Linked DNA regions of Pan troglodytes: region 1 is linked to region 2. Evidence: chromatin contacts called from public Hi-C data. All regions are on one chromosome and are shown on one strand. The core of a region is the stretch at or near the end of the contact, and the rest is flanking DNA. Distances in the headings are between cores, read along the strand shown.

Region 1 (4,203 bases), core at 244-2,743, 76 kb before region 2:
GTTAGAGGGCAGGGCTGCTCCCCACACTCTTTCAGTCTCTGCATCAGAGAAGCCTCCATGACTTCTCTGAACCCCCCTCACGTTCTTCACCTGCCTCTTTGTGTCTCTCCTCCCGCTAGAATGGAAGCTGCATGGCTAAGGGCCCTGTCCATTGTGCTGGCAACTCTCTCCCTAGTGTCAAGGACAGTGCCTGGAACACAGGAGCTTGCTGATGGCCTGCTGAGTGGAGGAGTTAGTATTGGCCCTGGAATCCAATGGGAAGCGTTCTGGGCTGAAATTCAGAACACCTGGGGCCTGAATGCAGCTCCTGACCTTGATACCTACCACCTGTCTGATCTTAGGCAAGACCTTGACCTAGAACATTGGCCTCATCCTCCTCCCCTGGAGGTTGGAGGCCTGGGCCACTTCCAGGTCTGAAACCCAACCAGCCCGTGAAGTGCGGGAGAGTCTAGGTAGCAGGTGCTGTTCACGTCCTTCCTGATGTTCAAGCCTTGGGGGTGTTGCTGGAGTTGAACAGGAGCTCTTTCGTTTCTGTTATGGGAGTTTTTTTGTCAGTGAGAAGGTTCGTGAACCTTGAAGGGGTTACTGATGTAGGTAAGGACATCTCTGGGGCCTGACAAACGGGGTGGCGCCTCTTGTCCTGGAAAATATTATAGTTGTGATTTTGCCTAAAACTGAGGATGGAGTTCCAGTCCTACTTGTGATTTTAAACATTTGTATCTTCCTTTAAGTAAATATTATTTGGGATGCAGGAAATGAAGTTTTGGAATATTTCAACAGATGGCGCTGCTGGTAGCTATAATCTGACGATAAAAATTAAATTTAATCCTTACTAATTTCAGTAATTTCATTTAAAAAAATTGTATTGCCTCCAAGGATAACACATTAGTTTGTTTAGTCCTTTATCTTACCAGTACCTCAGAGTGGATGGTTTTAACCCTTTTATAAAGCATTGCCAGCCCTGCAACCTGGGCAGCTCAATTTCAGAGGTTGCTGCGTTAATGTACTGTGCACTGTGACTCAGTGCTGTCATAGAAAATGTGCCAAAATGCTTTACTCAGAGGGAAAGATGGTTTGCATATAAGTACATTCCATTATGGCTTATGCCATAAATACAAGCCAACCCGGCGGGGGGGGGGTCTATTTAGATCCTTTAAATAGATGCAAATATTTTCTTAAATGGTTATACAAAGACAAATACTGTGACTAATCAGTGGACACAGAGAAAGATGCGTGCTTGCTAGAGTCTAAGGAGAAAATGTTTTGCAGAGAATGATGGCCAAAGTGTCAGAGATCCCAGTGACACTCACTCATCAGCTTCCCCCCACACCCTCTCCAACCATTTCCAGCTGGTCTTCCAGCAAGACCATTTTAATTATGCAGCCATGCACTTGCTTCTGGGTGTGGTTTCCCTGATTGCATACGTAAGTGCAGATTACAAATATTTGGCAGGATTCCTTCCTCTGTGGGAACCAGACAAGTCATAACAGCAACTGAACGCTCTACAGTGTTGTGCGGGAAAGAGGCCGCGTCATCTCGGGTTTCAGAGTGCAGAGCAGGAGAAACTGGCTTCAGTTCTGCTCCTCTCTCACAGCCACATGCCCCCAACCAGGAAAGGGTCTGTAATGAGGGCTACAGACTTCGCTTCTTCTGCCACCACTGTAACCAGACCCACGGCCAAAAAGAACCAGCCAGGAAGCCCAAAGTGGAGCGACTTCTTGTCTCAGAAAATGACTCCACGGCCTGTGCTTTATGGCATGATCACCCAGAATGCTAGAGAGAAATTAAGATTCGGGCATGCACGGCTATGCCAAAGGAGGACTTCACCAGGGGATATTCAGGAATTCACTGATAAGCTTAAGAAGATTTTTGCAATTGTTAGCTCTTAAAATCATTTTTAATTAGTGAAGCCGAGAAATGCTGAGTGAAACAGCCATACTTTTCCCCAACTTGATTGGGAAAATCTCCATCCTGTGCCCCTCCATTCCTTCCCATCCTTCCTCTTCACTCCGTTTTTCCTGGTAAATGTTATGGCCACGTTCTGAGCAACCAACCTCCCTGTGCTCTGTGCGGCCAGCTTGGAACTGCAGGTGGGGGAGGATGGACACCCATTTCCTGTCTCCCAATCTGGGAATCCATGGGCATAAATCTGCAAACGCTGGCATAGTCATTGTTGGCATGAAGGGAGACGAGGAATATATTGTCAGCAGGCCTTTGAATTTCATTTTCAGATTGAACAGTTTTTTTTTAATAAAAAAAAACCCCTTACTAAAGTCACTTAGCAAACAAAGAGCTATACTGTTTGCATCATTGAAAACAGAAGAGCAATAACAGTGCCAGATACTCCTCTGTTACTTTGTTTGTTTGTTGTTTTTTGTTTTTGAGATGGAGTCTCGCTCTGTCACCCAGGCTGGAGTGCAGTGGCGCGATCTCGGCTCCGGCCTCAGCCTCCCAAGTAGCTTGGATTACAGGCATGTACCACCACACTGGGCTAATTTTTTTGGTGTTTATAGTAGAGACGGGGGTCTCACCATGTTGACCAGGCTGATCTCGAACTCTTGACCTCAAGTGATCTGCCCACCTCGGCCTCCCAAAGTGCTAGGATTACAGGCATGAGCCACCGCACTCAGCCTCCTCTATTACTTTTTAATTCAAGTGTCTCAGGGTGCTTTACAAGTGTTGATTAAGTCTACCTTTTTTTTTTTAAGGTGGGTAAGTAGTTAAAAAAAAAAGAGTCGGGAGAGGGAGGGAGCAGTTTTGTGTCACAGTATTTGAAGGAGAAAAGCCTGACATCATTGTGGCTTCAGTGGCAGGCACAGGTTGATAATTCTAATTCTAAATGGCAACTAACAGGAAGAGGATGAATAATTTACTGTGTATATTTACTTGGTGCCAGGTGCTGGACTCCATTTAACCCCCAGCTTTAATGAGGTATAATTTATTTAAAATAAAAATCACCCACTAAGGGTGTACATTTGATGAGTTTTGGCCATATACAGTTGTGTAACCATCACCACAGCCAAGACAGGACCATCTCCAGCCCCAGCAAAAAGCTCGCTCCTCCCGCTTTGTAGTCAGTCCTGCCGCCAACACCGCCCCTTTTCTGGTCACTGTAAGTTTAGAATGTTGTGTAAATGGAATCCTTCAGTATGTGTCTTCTGTGCTGGCCTTCCTTTACCTGGCACAATGTCATTGAGATTTACCATGTTCCCCGGTGTGTCTGTTCGTTCCTTTTCATTCATTTCATAGTCTTCGTTCGTGTGGATGCAGTGCCGCACAGCCGTTCACCTGAAGCTCATTTGGGTTGTTTCCTCTGGGGATGATATGAATGTTGCTGCTGTGAACATTTGCATTCCCGGTTTGTGTGGACATGTGTTTTTATTGCTCTGGTTACATACGTTTGAGTGAGCCCACGGTTCATCTGGGAAGTATGTCTGTGGCCAGGCTCAGGCTGTTTTCCACAACGGCTCTGCCCTGTTGCATTCCCACCAGCAACACGGGAGACTTCCAGCCGCCCCACATCCTGGTGTTTCCATACGACTTCAGCGGATGCTCACACAGCACGGTGAAGTCGCTACTTCTGTGACTCCCACTTCACCAAGGAGGAAGCTGAGGCCTGAAGAGAGTGAGTGGTGTAAAATACAAAAAAAATAGCTGATAGAGGGCGGATCCAGGCCTCCCGATGGCAAACCCCACCCTCATAGCTGATAGAGGGTGGATCCAGGCTTCCCGATGGCAAAACCCACCCTCATAGCTGATAGAGGGCAGATCCAGGCCTCCCGATGGCAAAACCCACCCTCATAGCTGATAGAGGGCAGATCCAGGCCTCCCGATGGCAAAACCCACCCTCATAGCTGATAGAGGGCGGATCCAGGCCTCCCGATTGCAAAACCCACCCTCATAGCTGATAGAGGGCGGATCCAGGCCTCCCGATTGCAAAACCCACCCTCTTTCTATTACAGTATAAAATGTGTTATGCTTCAACTTAGAAAAACTTCTGTTCATAACCTAGAGGACATTAGGACAGGTGCAGTGTGATTACCTGAATGTCAGAAGCCAAGAGCCTACTACTTCATCTCACGAGTTATGAAAAGTTGAACGTGTCCAAGGGAACTTTCTAAATTAACTAAAAATCAAGTTTAGGAAAAACACAAGTGAGACAAAAGCACCTCTCATGTCTAAAGGTTTTTCCCCCAAATGCGT
Region 2 (3,927 bases), core at 197-2,696:
CGCTGAAGCCCTGGCTATGGTGCGGCGGCGGGGCGGAGGGCGCGGGCGGCGGCGGCGCGGAATCCGCACCGTCCAGGCTGAGCGGCCGCGCCGACGGCAGGCTGCCCGGGGGGCTGCTCCCGCTGGACAGGCTGCTGCTGCTGCTGTCGGGGCTCTCGATCTTGGGCACCGCGGCGGCACTGCCGCTGCCCAGGGCGGCGGCCGGGGACAGGGGCTGGGGCGGCGAGGGGCACGTACCGTTCTCGGTCTTGATGTCCTGGATGCGCACGGGCGGCGGCTGCGGACCGGGCGCGTTGCCGTCGGCCTGCTCCGGCGGCGCGGGCGGAGGCTGGCGGCCGGGCGGGGGCGGCTCCTTGAGGTGCAGCCTGTCCTTCTCCTCCTTGTCCTTCACCGCGTCCTTCTTCTTGAAGCGCCGCCGCCGCCGCAGGAAGCTGCCGTTCTCGAACATGTTGTAGGAGTCCGGGTCCAGCGTCCAGTAGCTGCCCTTGCCCGGCTTCTTGTCGTCGCGCGGCACCTTGACGAAGCACTCGTTGAGCGAGAGGTTGTGGCGGATGCTGTTCTGCCAGCCCTGCTTGTTGTCCCGGTAGAAGGGGAAGCGGTCCATGATGAACTGGTAGATGCCGTTCAGGGTGATCTTCTTGTCCGGGGCGTTCTGGATGGCCATGGTGATGAGCGCGATGTAGCTATAAGGCGGCTTCACCATGTCCTTGGGCTGCGGCTGCGGCGTGTAGGGCCCGTAGGCGCGGGCCATGCCGCCCGGGTACTGCTCGGCGTGCGCAGGGTGCGAGTACACGCTCATGGGGGCCGGCATGGCGGTGTAGCCGCCCCCGGCCGCCGCGCGGTAGTAGCTCTGCTCGCCGCCGAGGTAGGGCACCACTCCCAGGGAGTTGGGGCTGGACACGGAGTAGCGCGCCTGCATGGCCCCCGCTCGCCGCCGCCCCGCGCCGCCCGCCGCCCCCCACCCTCGCTCGGGCCGGGCCGCGCCGCGCCGGCCGCCGAGTCCGAGTCCGGGCCCGGCCGAGCTGGTGCCGGCCCGCTGCGCTGTGCGTCCGGCTGCGCTGCCGCCTCTCCCGGCGCTCGCTGGGGCTGGCTCCTCCGGCGCCTCGGGCTACCTCGGGGCCCGCGCGGCCGCGAGGCGGGGTCGCTGCGAGAGGAGAAGGCCGGGCCCGGCCGCGGCAGACCGCCTTGCAGGAACTCGCGGCGCAGCTTCCAGGCGCAAACGGGGGAAAGCAGACAAAAAGAAAGAACAAGCAGGCGCCCTTCTCGCCACACTGCCTGCGCCTTCCAGGAGACTCTGCCCTGAGCTGCCGGCGAAGGCGGCCAAATAACCAGGGCGGGGGGGGGCCGCGCGCCGGCCGCCTGCCCGGGCCCCGCGTCACCTTTTCTCGGTCTCTCGCGCGCCAGCCGCTTAAGGAAGCATTGGGAAAACTTCTGAACTTTTGAGCATCCGTCACCCAGGCGAGGACTTTTTTACGCAGTTACACTTTTTTCCGGGCAGCGGAGCCCCGCCCCGCCAGCGGCGGCAGCCAATGGGAGGTGAGAACCGCCTCAATGAGCCGGAGGCCGAGCCCTGCCGGCCCGCTCCCGGAGGCCGGAGGACCGCGGGGCTGACCACACGCGCGCCGGCCGCCCTGGCCCGGGCCCCGGCCCTGCGCCCGCGCCGGCGCCCGGCCCACCGTCGGTTCGTCCCCCGCAGTCCACCTGCCTGCCGCCGGCGCCCAGCAGACCTCCCACCCCGGGCCCTCCGGACCCACGCCCGCTGTTCGCGCAGACTTCCTGGGTCCTCCCGGGACCCCGTGCAGACCCTTCCTTCGTCCACGGCTCCCGAGTGGCCCTGGCGTCTCCGCCCCGCCTCGTGCTGGCTCGCTCTCATTCCTTCGCCAGCCCCGCCGACGCCAGCGCTGGGGTTGCCCCAGCCTCTCCTCCCCGCCGCCTCTCCTCTCCCGCAGCCCCTTCCCTCCCTTCTCCAACGCCAGTCTCACTCGGGTCACTGACGTCTCCGGCTTTTCTCCACTTGGAGGTTCTCCTGTCCTGAACTCGGCTACAAAGGACATGATTTTGAGGGCTCGGTCACAGCCAGGCCCTGTTCGCGGTGGGGAAGAAGGTTCGTCGCCCATCTGGCCCCCCTCCATGACCCCTCCCCAGCCGAAATTAAGGCAAGGGGTGCGGGGCCCTGCTGGGAGTTTCCGACGGCCGTTCACCCGCGAAGGATGAGCCTGCCCCGCTGCGGGCCGCCCTGCTTCTCGCCCCCCTCCCCGGGGGGCCGGCCCTTGGCGGCCTGAGGGTGCGGGCGGCAAGGGCTGCCGGAGCCCGGCTGCTTCCCCGCGCTCCCCTGCTCGCCCACGAGGGTCCCACCGGCTCGCCGCGCCGCCGCCCCCTCTGATCCCGTCAGGCGCGTTTCGGCTCAGATGAGGGGTCAGGCTGCGGGCTCGGTGACATTAGCAGGTGTGATGACAAGAAGCAAATAAATATGTCTAAGAGCTTAACGCTTCCCCAGGCCAGTCTCCATCTCCACAGGCGCGGGGCTGCCGGCTCGCAGAGATAACGGGTGTGTCTGGGGGAATGTCCAGGATCGCACCTAGAGGGCGGTTCAAGGATTCTGGGGGGATATGCACAGAAGGGCCCCCGCTCGTTGTGCACACGCCTGAGATTCGCCGTCGCTGGGTGGTTGGAATGGGACAGGAAGAAGAGAAATGAGGGAAAGAAACGAAGGAGCGGGAAAGAGCCAGGCCTCCCTCCCCCGGCACGGCGATTCTGCATTTTAGCGACTTGAGGAGAGACCCTCCCGGAGGCTGAATCCCAAGTCGTTCACTAGAAGCTGGGGGAAGTGGCGAGCTCAGGAGACTGCCAAGAAGCGTGCGTGACGCATTTAACAGCTCCGCTGCCCCTGATTTCCGACCATCTATTAAATCCAGTGACATGTTCGGGACCCCTTTTGTCTCCCCGGTTCGAATCCCGGCTTCCTCACGTTGGCAGGAAAATTCAAATTGCAGCTTCGGCTGTTACATGTGAAGGACGCTGACGTGTAGCAGGCGCATCTCCGTGTCACCTGAATATTTAAAAATTACTGTTTCATAATGGACATTGACATCGAAGGAAAGAGGACCTGCCTCTTCCAAAGAATTAGCCTTTGGAGGAGGGAGGGTTGCCCCGAGGTTGCTCTGAATCCCGGGGCAGCTGCCTCCTGGCCTGCTGTGCGCCGGGGTCTCTGGAGACTCCTTTTCCAGGTGGTTTGCGGGCCAAGTCACTGGTGGGTTGGAGAAGCACCAACAGGAGGCTCAGTACTTGCTGGTTGCCAAGGACACTAGACAGGGGCGAGGGTGGTGGTGAAGCCCCACGACCTGAACACTTAATTCCTGTTCAGCCCCCAGCCCGGCACCCTGAAGGTCTTATCAGCCCGCCTGGTCGAGGCTTTAAGGAGTGCTGTGGCTTCAGCCTGGAGGAGATTTAAGTGGTCTCCCTGAACACCTCAGCAAGTGGTGAATTCGGTCTTTAAGCTGCCTTTTACACTGCTAGCGGTGCGCGGAGATGAACGCAGCGATTACGGATGCTTTGTCTTCCGAATGCGGGAAACGCCTTCGGCCCCGAGTTTTGCAACAGGCAATGGTGCCCCGCTGCCCCCTCCCCCACCAGCCTGTCGCCTCCTGCTCTTCCCTGCCTCCTCCCTCCATCGGCCCAGTGAAGTGTAAACAGCTTGTTATGTAAATTGCAAATCGAACTGCAGCGGTGTTCTCAGCTCTCCGTTTTGGGTATAAAAGTTGCCGTTGTGAAATTAGTGTCTGGCGTGCGAGAAAAAATGGAGGGACGTAGTTTTATCAAGATCAACTTTCCACTGGTTTAGCTCTGGATATTCGCCAGGAAAAGATATTTGCATTTTTGTTTTATAAACTTACTCGGAAGCAAGCCTCCAGTAAGCGGCTTGATTGT

Evidence for each region. A called contact is a pair of places that touch in the nucleus more often than the background predicts.
Region 1: a contact with region 2 is called in a Hi-C map of stem cell-derived neural progenitor cells, with 2.6 times the contacts expected there. The contact joins the enhancer-like site here to the promoter of FOXC1 in region 2. A contact is called at or near these places in 2 of 7 Hi-C or Micro-C datasets (blood and stem cell-derived neural progenitor cells).

Annotation. Positions count from the first base shown.
Region 1 is chr5:7,627,616-7,631,818 of NHGRI_mPanTro3-v2.0_pri, reverse strand. The region is part of intron 9 of GMDS (GDP-mannose 4,6-dehydratase); the gene reads left to right. Among named protein-coding and RNA genes, the nearest start is that of FOXC1, 75 kb to the right of the region's middle. Within about 2 kb of position 1,493, at least 4 of the 24 cell types and tissues checked have an H3K27ac peak or open chromatin away from gene starts, as enhancers often do. A contact at or near this core is called in stem cell-derived neural progenitor cells, where this site is marked.
Region 2 is chr5:7,551,862-7,555,788 of NHGRI_mPanTro3-v2.0_pri, reverse strand. FOXC1 (forkhead box C1) reads right to left here and starts at 1,446. Exons shown (of 1, transcript XM_003311013.6): 1 at 1-1,446. The coding sequence starts at 919. All of the region lies in intron 9 of GMDS (GDP-mannose 4,6-dehydratase), which reads left to right.